2 separate regions of the Danio rerio genome follow, and region 1 is linked to region 2. A link is a contact called in public HiCAR-type data. All regions are on one chromosome and are shown on one strand. Each heading gives the region's core, a stretch centred on a gene start, on an enhancer-like site or on the middle of the called end of the contact. The rest is flanking DNA. Distances are from core to core; before and after follow the strand shown.

Evidence for each region. HiCAR-type assays count read pairs that join an accessible place to other places.
Region 1: a HiCAR-type map of caudal fin shows a contact between it and region 2, with 3 times the contacts expected there. The contact joins the promoter of ube2g1a here to the promoter of ftr83 in region 2. A contact is called at or near these places in 2 of 4 datasets of contacts at active chromatin or transcription factors (caudal fin and embryo).

The regions. Positions count from the first base shown.
Region 1 is chr5:31,600,455-31,607,001 of GRCz12tu, forward strand. ube2g1a (ubiquitin-conjugating enzyme E2G 1a (UBC7 homolog, yeast)) reads left to right here and starts at 4,209. Exons shown (of 6, transcript NM_199863.1): 1 at 4,209-4,372. The coding sequence starts at 4,327. It overlaps spns3 (SPNS lysolipid transporter 3, sphingosine-1-phosphate (putative)), which reads right to left and starts at 1,707. Exons shown (of 13, transcript NM_001100036.1): 1 at 1,584-1,707.
Region 2 is chr5:31,355,250-31,361,445 of GRCz12tu, forward strand. It overlaps ftr83 (finTRIM family, member 83), which reads left to right and starts at 3,916. Exons shown (of 8, transcript NM_001326489.1): 1 at 3,916-4,554; 2 at 5,129-5,224; 3 at 5,652-5,885; 4 at 6,024-6,183. The coding sequence starts at 3,979.

The DNA.
Region 1 (6,547 bases), core at 2,959-5,458, 250 kb after region 2:
GAGCCCATCATTCAATCTCTTTATTTATATGTGAATGTTTATTAGTTTTTATTTTAATTTCAGTAGTAATGTTAGCTATATGCAAATGTTTTGATTTAGTTAGTACAATACAATTTGTAAAATACCTTTTTAAGTCTTTTGGATGTATTACAGGGCTGACTGTTTATATATATATATATATATATATATATATATATATATATATATATATATATATATATATATATATATATATATATATGTCACCCATTGGCTTTTCATGCGCTCACTATGTCTGCTTCTTCTTAATTTTTCCCACACATTGTGTTATGTCCAGGACTGGTGTAATTTGTTGTTACTTGCTTGTTTTAAATGAGTAAATAACACAAATCATTCAAGGAAACGGATTGCTACAAACCATTTAAGTTAAAATCTTATCTAATATATATACACTTTCAGTCAAAAGTTTAGGGTCAGTTTTTTTTTTTTTCATTTTTTTTTTAAGAAAATCATTTTGTTCATCAAGACGGCAATTATTATAAAATGTTAAATTGTTGAATACTTATTACTTTTTATTTATTAGCTGCTTACTTATGTAGTTTCAAATGAAGTTATAACTCCAGTCATTATTGTTTTTATAACTATTAATACTATTAATAATAACTACTACAAATATATACTATAATATTAATAATAACTACTTTTCAACAGTTATTTTATAGTGCCATAACGTTTCACAATCTTACAGTTCGTACTGTATTTTTGATGAAAAAGTACAGCCTTGATGAGCAGGAGAACCTCATTTTAAAACATTTTTAAAAATTTATATTTTTATTTGTTAGTTTTTCAGCTCCTATGCTCTCAAAATCTATCTGCATAAATCCACAGATCTTTTCCACGAAATTCCATGCAGAAATACCAAAAAAGGTCTGGTCCTGACATGCTATTAAAAAATTATAAAAAGCGTCTATGTTATAGTTGCTGTAAAAACATGACTGCGGATATACAGTAGATGCAGCTACTTGGCAGTGTGCACATTTCCTGGTAGCAAATTCAAGGCAAATGATGCCTTTTAATCATAATTGTCTTTCGGGGGAGGGGGATTTACACTACAAGACACCTACAGTTTATGAGAATGGAATGTAGACCGGAACTTGTTATCTTGAAGATGGTTGTGATCTTGCTGGTTGCACCCAGCAAGCTGTCTCGTTTCCATCCTAACCCACAAACTGGTGTTATTTTAGACCTATGATGACCCTATATTAACACAGGAAGAGCACTTTACTTTAAAATGTCTTACCCACTGACTGACTCTTTAAACTGAACTCATATACATGTGTTTTACTCACTCATATCAAATTATGAAGAAAGCTTTTATTTTTCATCAGACTTCAGGGTTCAGTTCAGGTCTGAGATCCTCAGCGGACTACCAACAATGCCACTGTTGTGATGTTTATCAGAGTATGACCACAGCAGGACAATGCCATATATTTGTTCAGCTTTTGACTCAATTTGGAATGAAGCAGACTTGACAATGAGACTGATTCATTTTTTGCATCATAACACCTCGACTATTTTCATAATGTAAATGTAAAATGACTTACGCTTCAGCTTATGTGCTCCAATGTCTCTTCTAATCCATCTTTTCTGTTGTCTGTCTTTCTTCTCTCACTTTCTGTCTTTTTTCTGTGTTCGTTGAGATGTCACAACAGAAATGCATTCCTGTGTGAGTACAGCACGCTGCAGGGTTATCAAGTTAGAATCAAGCCCCGCCCCCTTTCCTCTGGTCACATGCAGATGAACAGTTCCTCCTTGTTGCATTATACACCACAAACCCGTAGATTTTCATCTATGCACTCACATCATGCTTTCTGCTTTGCATCGATCTGTTACCCAGTTTTGCCAGGGTGTTTGGCATTATGTTTCAGGCTAATGTTCTGAACACCAGGACAAAGGTCTTGCAGACAGAGCTGCTGGAAAATCCACACCCGTGAGGGAACTTTCTCAAATGGAAACCTAATCTTGTGTTGTCTGATAAACTCTGTAAAGTTTATGGCTTTTTATGTAGTAGATTGATCATTCCAAGCTATAATCGGGTGTGCTGCAGTACTTCCCACTCTACAGTTTTCAATTTATTTATTTTTCTCATGGTTGCTTTTTAATTTAAATGAGAAACTTGGCGAAACTGTGGTGCTTCCATTATGATGCAAATGTTGCCATTCTTGTGAAATTCTCTGCCGAACCACTTCTCTAAAACAAACAGTCATTCATTGTAGCACACGTAAAATATATTTTACAGTATGTAAAATGGGCGACACGATGGCTTAGTGGTTAGCACTGTCACCTCACAGCAAACTTGCTGGTTTGAGTCCCGACTGGGTCAGTGGGCATTTCTGTGTGGAGTTTGCATGTTCTACCTGTGTTGGCATGGGTTTCCTCCAAGTGCTTCAGTTTCCCTCACAGTCCTAAGGCGTGTACGTGAATTGAAGAAGCTAAATTGGCCGTGGTGTATCTGTGTGAATGGATATTTCCCAGGACTAATTTGCAGCTTGAAGAGCATCCGCAAGTTGGCGGTTCATTCTGCTGATGGATAATGGGACTAAGCTGAAGGAAAATGAATGAATGAATGAATGAATAAATGAACGAACGAACGAATGAATGAATGAATGAATGAATGAATGAATGAATGAATGAATGAATGAATGAATGAATCTACATATACACAATATGTAAAATTTTTACCTAAAACCACTGACCTGTCATCATGTCTTTCGTGTATTTCAAATAATGATTAAATGTTTTGCATGTGTGTTGTTGCATGCACTATAAATTATTATTTGATGTGGGTTGCCATAATAACAAAGTTTATGGATTTTGATTAAATAAACAAGAAGTTAGACACATAATAAACTGAAATTAAATTAGAGTCACTATTCAGAACATAATATCATTTGCAAGCCATTTATATTTAGTTGAAAGTTGTTGTCATTGAAAGTACAGCGGTATTCAACCACAGTAAAGACTAAATAAGACAAAAAAAATCATGTTTAAGGTCTTTATTGTGCAGTTTCTCTGACAAGATGTACACTGCAGGTCAGATATTTGGGGATATTATGATTTGTCAGGGTTTTTGAAAGTCTTTGCTGTTCATTGATAATGTAATTGATGTAAAATGTAAGAAATTGTATTTATTTCTGTAATTCGAAACATTGTCACTCCAGTCTTCTTGAATTATTTTGGTCTTCAATCATTACTACTGGTTCTCATTTTATCAGTTCAGAACTAAATGTTTCTGCTAATTTTAGTGGATATTTTAACTTAAAAAAAAAACACACACACATACACACACACACACACACACACACACACAATTGAACTGAAGTATAATGTTTTGAAACCTAAATATATTTACTGTCACATGTAATTAATTTAATGTATCTGTGAAAATGATTTGAATTGTGCTCTTACTCTTGTACTCTTAATATACGACTGTTTCCATAAAAATAAATGAACATTGATAACAATCAGAAAAAAAATATATTCAGCAGCAAATCAGCCTATCAGATTGATCCCTGAAAGATAATGCAACACTGGAAACAAGTAATAACAGCAGACATTTCTGCATTGACTTTGAATTAGTCAATTGACTTTTGTTTGAAAGTCAAATTGAGAAGTTGTTTTAACTAAAAACTGCATTTCAAAGTTTTTATTTTTATTTTACTTTTGTCCTGATGAGCAAAAGAGACGTCTTTCGAAAAAAAATGTTTTCAAATAAAATGTTTTTATCACGCTAGTAAGAAATACACAACCAAGACGTTAAAGTGTCATGAACGGTTATGAGAGCTGTGTGTAAGTGGATGATTCTCATAAGGATCGCCTCTATCACACATTTTGACTTTTATTATTACGCTGTACTGTCTCCTAGTGGTTGAATGACACTGTACTGTCCTCAACAATCAATTTTCTCTAATAAAAATGGCACTTGCGAAAAGAAAAAGCAATAATAAATGTATGATTACAGATTTTCGCTATAACGAGACAATTGATTAGACTCACCTACAACGTCACTAAAGTGATAACATAATTAATCTCGCAGTCAATGCCATCGCCGTTTGTTAAAAAACAAGCATATTTGTTTCTGACATGCGCGAATCCTCCGCCCATAAGTACCCTGGAGCACACTCTCGCCGCGGCCTCGCGGAGAGCAGAGCGCATGCGCATACCGCATCAGAATGTTGAGCAAAACGGACTAGAACAGAGACGGGAAGACGCGCAAGCAAATTCAAACATATTTTTTCTCCTTGTCGAGGTGAACGTCTGTCGACCTAGAATATAACTTATAAAAACATGACGGAGCCCCAGTCAGCACTGTTACTCAGGAGACAGCTAGCAGGTAATATTTGAAGGCTGTTGGCGAAGGCAGGCTAACAAACCGGTGAACGTTTTAGCCAGCCAGTACACCCGAGACGGAGCATTTTAGCCGTTAGCCGCTAGTTTAGCCGCTAACAAGCGCTGTGTTTATCATACAGCATTAGTTAGCATGTTAGCAGCTAAAATAGCCGGCTAAAGGCAAGCCCCGTCGTCTTTTGTTATTTTAAAATGCTAGTTTTGTACTACTCTTGCTAAAATATCAACATGAGAGTTTTTCTAACATAATTAAAACAACAATACGCGCACGTTTGTTTAGTGTTATTCGGTTTATTCATGTCAACATAAGTGTCAGTCACTTTTTTCCGTATCACACCGGCGGGGCCGCTCTCGATCGGCTACCCCCGTGTTTTGACATCTGTGTCCGGACGCAGTTTCCGCAAGAGAACCAGTCATCTTATAAATGGAGGAAAAGTCTGTCATTGGTCCAATTTCTGCTCACTGTCTTATCGTTGTCCGTCAAACCAATAGTATTATCGCACGGTTTAAAGGTGAGATTTATAAGCCGTATATTGTGTGCCATTACCCCGCATCGGGTTGATCAAATCCCTTTGTTTTTCTAGGCTGGCTAGCAGGCTAAAGCTAACAAATTGATGGCTGCTGTTTGATCACCAGCTCACCGGTACAGCGAGAACTGGAGACCCATAGTCTCTGTCACCATAGACCTGTGCGGGAAATTGGCTCTTATTAGAGTCGTTATGAGTGTTTCCTATTGTTCTATGCCCAGCACACACACACTGAGCAATATGATCCGCGAGTGTCAGCTTTACTGAGCTCAACCAGAGGAGGATTTCTCCACTGGGCCCCATTTGCGCAGTGCAGCCAGTGAAGTGAGTTAGTTATAGGGGTCAAACTAGGCAGATTACCTGAGTTTGGGGGTCTGATGAGATCAATTAAAAAGCAAAACAACAGATCTGCTACATGACAGCTGTCTCTTTGCCACAGACAGCTCAAGCAACCCCATCCCCCCAAATTACTCATCTTACACACACATAAAAGCAACTCGCTTGTTTCTTTCCAAGGGTCGCAGGGTGAGCGGCACCCCGGGCCTGTCATGGCGTCAGGTTCTGCAGAGGCCCTGCGCTTGATTGACTGATTCAGGGGGTCAGGGGCTGTTTTGGTTGTCTCCTTTCAGAAGAACCAGCATGGTGAACTCATCAGCCTTGATCTAAACTCAGTGAACCCTTCGTGAGAACAAAAGCCTCACAACGTTCATTAATGTTGGCCCGTAAAAGATACGGGCCAGGAAAATGCGGGCACAACTTGTGTGATGTTAATGCCATGTGTAGAGAGGTTTTTTTTAGAAATCACTCAAAAATTACCTTTAATTTTTTACCCACCCCAAGCTATTAAACATGTTTTGAGACTTTAAGTTGAAAAAAAATTAAGGTTTTGGGTAAAAACATTGCAGCGTCTACTAGAGCCGTGTGATTAATCGAAATCTAATTGCAGTCACCATTTGAAATGTTGCGATTAGCTAATCACAAGAGGCTGTAATATGAAGATATATTTGTATATTTTTAATTCATTTATTTCCCGTCCAGAGCAAACGCGTGACTGCGTTTTTGTGACAGTCTTACTAGACAAATTAGTGAGCACAATTGAGTGATGAGTGTCTTGCTAAAAAGTCAATTGAAAGTATTGCCAGGGACACTCAATTTAGTAGCAAGCAACAGCATAGTACAACTGCAGAGTTGTTTCAGACATGTTAGTTTGCTGAGTGTTTTTTTTTTATTATTTATTATTATTGTTTGTATAGTACGCTACACTATCTCGCTAACTTAAGTTGAACTTGTTTACAGAAAGTTAAGGTCATTTGATTTACTGTTCTATCTTTGCATACTGTTTCATCTTTTTGTTTACTTTTTGTCCTGGGAGAGAGGTTGGCTTTTCTAGAGAAAAATTTGTGTTTAATTTCTAAATATTTAAAAATAAATTTGATTAAGTAAGTTAATATCTTTTCTGTTTCTTTTTTTTTTTTTAAATAACGCTCACTGCATTTTTCCTGAAAATTTAATACAACTACCAAATGGTTTAGTTGAACCCTGTTCACTAGCATTAGATGAAGAGTTGTTTCCTTTTCCCCAAAACCTTGGCTGAAGAAAGTCAGTCATACACTGGTTGAATGGACTGCAGGATA
Region 2 (6,196 bases), core at 2,666-5,165:
CATTCTGCTGTGGCAACCCCTGCTTAATAAAGAGACTAAGCTGAAAAGAAAATTAATAAATGTATGACATCAGTGGCCTGTTTTTCTATTCATTAGATGTCATGAAACTTTGCCTTTTGAAGTGAGTGAAAATCAGGGAAATATTCAGCAAATTTGAATTTTTGCTTAAAGTGGGAGCTCTGTGTTTAAAGTCAAGCATTTATTTAAAAAAGTTTTAAATAGGGGTGATGTAATACTTTAAAATAGTGGAGAAGATGGGAAAATGATTGAGCAAAATGTGCAATAAATAAATAAATAAAACTGAATTCCAGCTTGTTAGCTACTGTATCCTCTTGTCTCATCTTTTTGGATCTAGTAAAAAATAATTATTAAAAAACAAATTGTGTTGTTACTTTTCTTAGCTGGGCTATTTGTTATTACATTTATTAAACATCATAAGATTTTAAGTAGATCCCATATCAAGATAATGTAATGTGTATTTACTGTATATAGCGCATGTATTGTGTATGGCCTTGCACCCAAAGTGCTTCACAATCATGAGAGGGGTCTCTACACACCACCACCAGTGTGCAGCATCCACTGATGAGACAGCAATCATAGGACAATGGCACCAGTGCACTGACCACACACCAGCTTGGTAGAGTGGATAGATTGTTCAATTCGGTGGTTGAGGATTGGCGAGGCATGGTCGGTAAGGGCAGATGAAGGAAATTTGACTGGTACACCGGGGTTACACTCCTACTCTTTACGAGACATGCCATGGGATTTTAAATAATCACAGATAGTCAGAACCTCGGTTTAACATCTCATCTGAAAGATGGGATAAGATAATCTGTAACTGAGGTGATATCGTTAGCGACTCATCACCAGCAGCCACATCACCCTTGGACCTTGGACTACAACCCCGATCACCATCATCTGCATTATAATCCCCACACTTTTTACACGCTACAAATAAAAATCCCTTCTCTTTTCAATCACCGTCCGGTCTACTGTTTACCAACCTGAACTTACCAGATGAGCTTTTGCTCTGGATTCCAGCTACTTTTGCATTCCTTGCTCAGCGTTTTACAAAAGACTCATTTCCAGACAAGAACCATACCAACTATAATACTTACCTTCTCTGCACTCTATTGACATTGTTGCATAAATTATCTGGTTTTGCACCTATCCCTCATGTATTCTCCTGTGTATAACATGACGGATACAGGTTTAGTGGATGAACAATCATTAATCTGATTTGAATGCAACTTTAGTTGTATATAAAGTCCTTCAAAACTTAATTCAGGTAGATGGTGGTCATTTATGATAATTAATTCAAACTATGTATAAAGTAAGCAGTTAAACTGAAAGTGTTTCAGCTCTCCTCATGCTACAACCATCCTGGCTATCACCAACTTATTTACACAGTCCATATGTTTGGTTGCTAAAGGGCTTTTAATATGAAACACTCTTCATAGTCTTTCAAGGAGAGAGGAAAAAACCCAAAGTACACTTATCCTCCCTCCAAATAAATAACCCTCCTAGCTTTGATGGCGTGTGCCAAAGGTCACTATATACTTGGTCTCAAAGCGCTCATCCATCACAGCACTCCTCCGCAGTGGAGTGCTATACCTAATGTTGAGGTGTCTGCCAGCCCCTAAAACTACTCATAAATGCTCCACCGATGAGATCATAGCTTGCCAACAGACGCAGTAGTCACAAGACAAGCTTTATCAAGGATAACAGAAATGCATGTGCAAGTAAAATGAGCTTATTTATGATGCAAGAGTGCTTTTCTATTCCAAATAAAACCTGCAATCAACCACAATCAAACCACAGTCTTTTAAACTATTATATAACCTAATATTATTATTAAATTTAGACCATGTTAGACCACAGTGTTAATATTAGGCTAGATTTTGGTCGTGATTTTGGTTGTGGTGACCAAAATTCAATGACTAGTCGGCGTCCAAGGACAATGTTATTTTGATGTCCAATAATGACATCAAATGACGTTGACATTTGGTTGATTTTAGGTTGTGTTGGAAAGTAACCAAAATCCAACTTCGATCCAACATCTTAAACCAACGTCATATTGAAGTCAAATACTAACATTTATTCATCAGGTATGGGAACCAAAATCCAACGTCTGATAGACATCATAGTGGTAACGTCCACTCAACATTAAGCTCATTGGACATTGTTACTTGGTTGTTTTTAGGTTGAGCTTGAAAGTGACCAAAATCCAACGTCTGTCCGGCATTGGAATTTGGAAATTTTCACCCAAAATGCAATGTCCCCATGACACTTGTGTACAATGGCAATCTGACGTCATGTTGACATCCTACCTAAAAATCCTACCTTGTCCAGATTCTGCACTTTTTTACCCAGAGGTTAAAAGTAACAAAAATAACTTTGTACAGATGATTGTTATTGTTGTTGTTGTTGTCGTTGTTATTATTAGTCCTGTTCCACGTTCTGTTGAAGAACAAAATATGTTTGTTCATTTAGGAGATGCTTTAATCCAAGGCAACTTACAAATTAGTTTAGCAGGTTTTTTTTTTATTAGCAGTTTTTATTATTATTAATATTCATTCATTTTCTTTTCGGCTTAGTCCCTTTATTATTCTGTACTTTCATAAAAAGGTACAGGGACTGTAACTAGGGCAGTACCTTTTCAAAGGGTACATATTTGTACCTGAAGGGTCCATATTAATACCTCAAATGTACTTTTTAGTTACATTTGGGTACTAATATGGACCTTTTAGGTACCACTGTGGACTCTTTGGTACAAATATGTATCTTTTAAAAAAGGTACTGCCCCAATGACAGCTCCTGTACCTTTATTTCTGAGCGTGTGGGGTCGTTAGTGTGGAATGAACCGCCAACTTATTCAGCATATGTTTTTATGCAGCAGATGCCCTTCCAACTGAAACCCATCACTGGGAAACACCCATACACTCTCATTCACACACATACACTATAGACAATTTTAGAATGGTGGGGGAAAGCGGAGCACCCAAAAGAAACCAACGCAAGCATGGGGAGAACAAGCAAACTCCACACAGAAATGCCAACTGACCCAGCCAAGAATCGAACCAGCTACCATCTTGCTGTGAGACGATCGTGCTACCCACTGTTCCACCGTGGTGTCTCTATTATTATTATTATTTTACATTTATTTATTTATTTATTTATTTTTATTGTTGTATTTTTTTTTATTATTATTTAGTTCTTGTAACAGTGTTTGTAGGAAAGTATATGGTGCATATAGAGAGGAAAGAATGTTTTCTACAGAACCTAGTGGTTCAGTGTTGACCTTGTGAACAAACAAAGTAATGCAAACAAATTTAAAGCACACATCCAAAGTTTGTACATGCATAGCAAAAATCAGGCGGCATGCTTACAGTATATGCATACTCTTCTCATAATTAAATAAAAGCTTTGGCATACTTTAAGATTAAATTGCCTTCATCAGCATCTGTAGTTCCATAAAGAACCTTTAACATCTATTAAATCTTTCTACTGCACAAGAGGTTCTTTATAGTGAAAAGGTTTCTGTAGATTATTCAATTGTTTTATACACTAAGACTAAGACTACTTCTTTTAAGAACTATTCACCAAAAGATTCTTCAAGAAACCCATTGATTCTTGAATAGAATTGCGGCAACACCCAACCTTTATTTTAACAAATGTACAGTCCTTCAACTCTCAAGAAATGTTATGCCCTGAGATCATACATTTCCTCCATGCTTGTCTTCTTCACTGTCATCATGTTCATTGACATCTGGCAATACATGTTTCTTCTTTCTCTCAATTGCTCTCCTCACCTGTGCCTCAGCCACTCCCCCATTCATCTGCTGGTTTCTGCATAACCAGTTTAGACTCCCTCCCTGTTTACTCTATATAACTCGCTGTTGTGGCACTCCTGACTCACTTTTCCTGTCTCGCACACAAACGTACATTTCCTCTTCTGAGGTCTTTGGGGATTTAACCATGTCGTATGACCAGGACCTCTGTTACCTCTGCAAGGAAGACTTCAGGGACCCAGTTTCCATCCCATGCGGTCACGTTTTCTGCTCTCTCTGCATCAAGACCTACTGGGATCATGCAGATCAAACTGGACAATATGTGTGTCCCCAGTGCAGGGTCACCTACAACAAGAGGCCCAGCCCACGCCGCCTTCAATCCTCACGTTCATCTTCAACTCTGAGAAACTCAGATGGCTTCCCACCAGCACCTCCGTCCCCTGACTACAACTATGCTGGACCCCAAGATGTGGGATGTGACATCTGCATCGGGAAGAAACTTAAAGCTGTCAAGTCCTGCCTGATGTGTTTGGCTTCTTACTGTGAGAAGCACCTGAAGCCCCATTATGAATCGTCCACCTTCAAACGTCACAAGCTGGTGGATGAAATCGGACACTTGGATCGTCAAATCTGCCCTCAGCACCAGAAAGGTCTGGAGCTTTATTGCCGGACTGACCAGATGTGTATCTGCGTTTTGTGTACCGTGAAGGAGCACAAGGGTCATGACATGGTGTCCGCTGAACAGGAAAGGGCGGAAATGCAGGTAAGATCATGTCACAAGCTATACCAAAGTGCATTTGCAATCATATTTTTACCTTCAGAAATGTTATGCCGGTCAATCTGTTTTGGCAACAGATTAAATGGTGATAAATGCCAGTGAATGTAACAGTATGGAAGACCTTCCACCAGCTGTATGAAATACTGCACCTATTCATGCTAAAAACAGTATGTCTGGATATGCTAGACTGAGTGTAAGAATTGCCAACACCCCCCTTAAACAAACATGTGCAGTGAGGGCTCTCCACCCAAAGAGAAGACGAGGAAATGAGGCATGCTTTAGAAATGGGTTTATTATTAACAGTAAAAAAAAATGCATAGTGAGTTATAGACAAAGCTGGGATTCATTGCTAAAGAAGATTTTATTTTATAAGTAATGAAGAAATGAATTAATAAGCTTTAGAATGATGACAATGTTGCTCAAATAGTTGCGTAATCTGTCAAGGAGTGACTGAATTGTCATTTGGAAGTGGCTGTGGTGTGGAAGGATGTTGTATTTGTGACTTTCCTTTTTCGGTACACCTCATTGTCTTAAATTTGTTGTTTTTAAATGTTCTTAGCAACGGCTGGGCGCCACCCAAGCTGAGATCCAGGAGAAGATCCATGACAGAGTCAAGCAAATGGAAGAGTTAAAACAGGCTGTGGATGCTCTTAAGGTTTGTAAAACAATAATTAGTAAGGGTCACACTTTATTTTAAGTTACAATTCGAACTAATAACAAACTATTAATTTAGACGTTTTGGTCAATTAAGTACTAATTTGCTGCTTATTATTAGTTTGTAAGGTAGTAGTTGGGTTAAGGTATTGGATTAGGGATGTAGAATAAAAATAAGTACTAATAAACAGCCAATATCTTAATAATAAGCAGGTAAATGGTAACTAATAGTGGGAATTAGTACAAAATGTTACCAAAGTAATCACATAAAATAAAAATAATTTTTTTTTTGCAGTATTTGCAGATTTTTTTATTGTTTTTTCTTATTCAGAATTAAGCAGGTATACTTTGTAAACAGACGTGTGTGTACCATAGAAAGGATTATGAGTTTCCAATATTTAAGAAAACCTGTTGATTTGTTCTTCCAGAACTCAGCTCAAAGGGCCTTGCAGGAAAGTGAAAAGATGTTTGGCGACATGCTTCGTTCCATTGAAAGAATGCAGCAGGAAATGACCAAACTCATCTCCACCAATAAAAAAGCTGCGCTGAACAATGCTGAGGGCCACATGGAGCGTCTGGGGCAAGAAATTGCAGATTTGAAGAGGAGAGACGGTGAACTGACGCAACTCTCTCGCACCGAGGACCACATCCACTTCATCCAGGTGACTGACACAAAATATATTATCACTGAGCATAAGCACAATGTGCAGTTTGACAAGCGATGAAATTAAATACTATGCAAACTATTCTCTTTTTCCACATAGAGAAGATATTGAAACCCGTTCTGTTTGTTTTTTCAGAGTTATCATATGCTGATAGCCCAGACTGATGCTGAGGAGCTGCCGTCTGTGACTGTGAACCCTTACTACTCCTTCGGCCCTGTTACCAAGGCTGTTTCTGAGATGAAGCAGCATCTAAATGAGTTCAGCAATGAAGAGCTGGTCAAAGTGGCAAAGACAGGTATGTAGTCTAG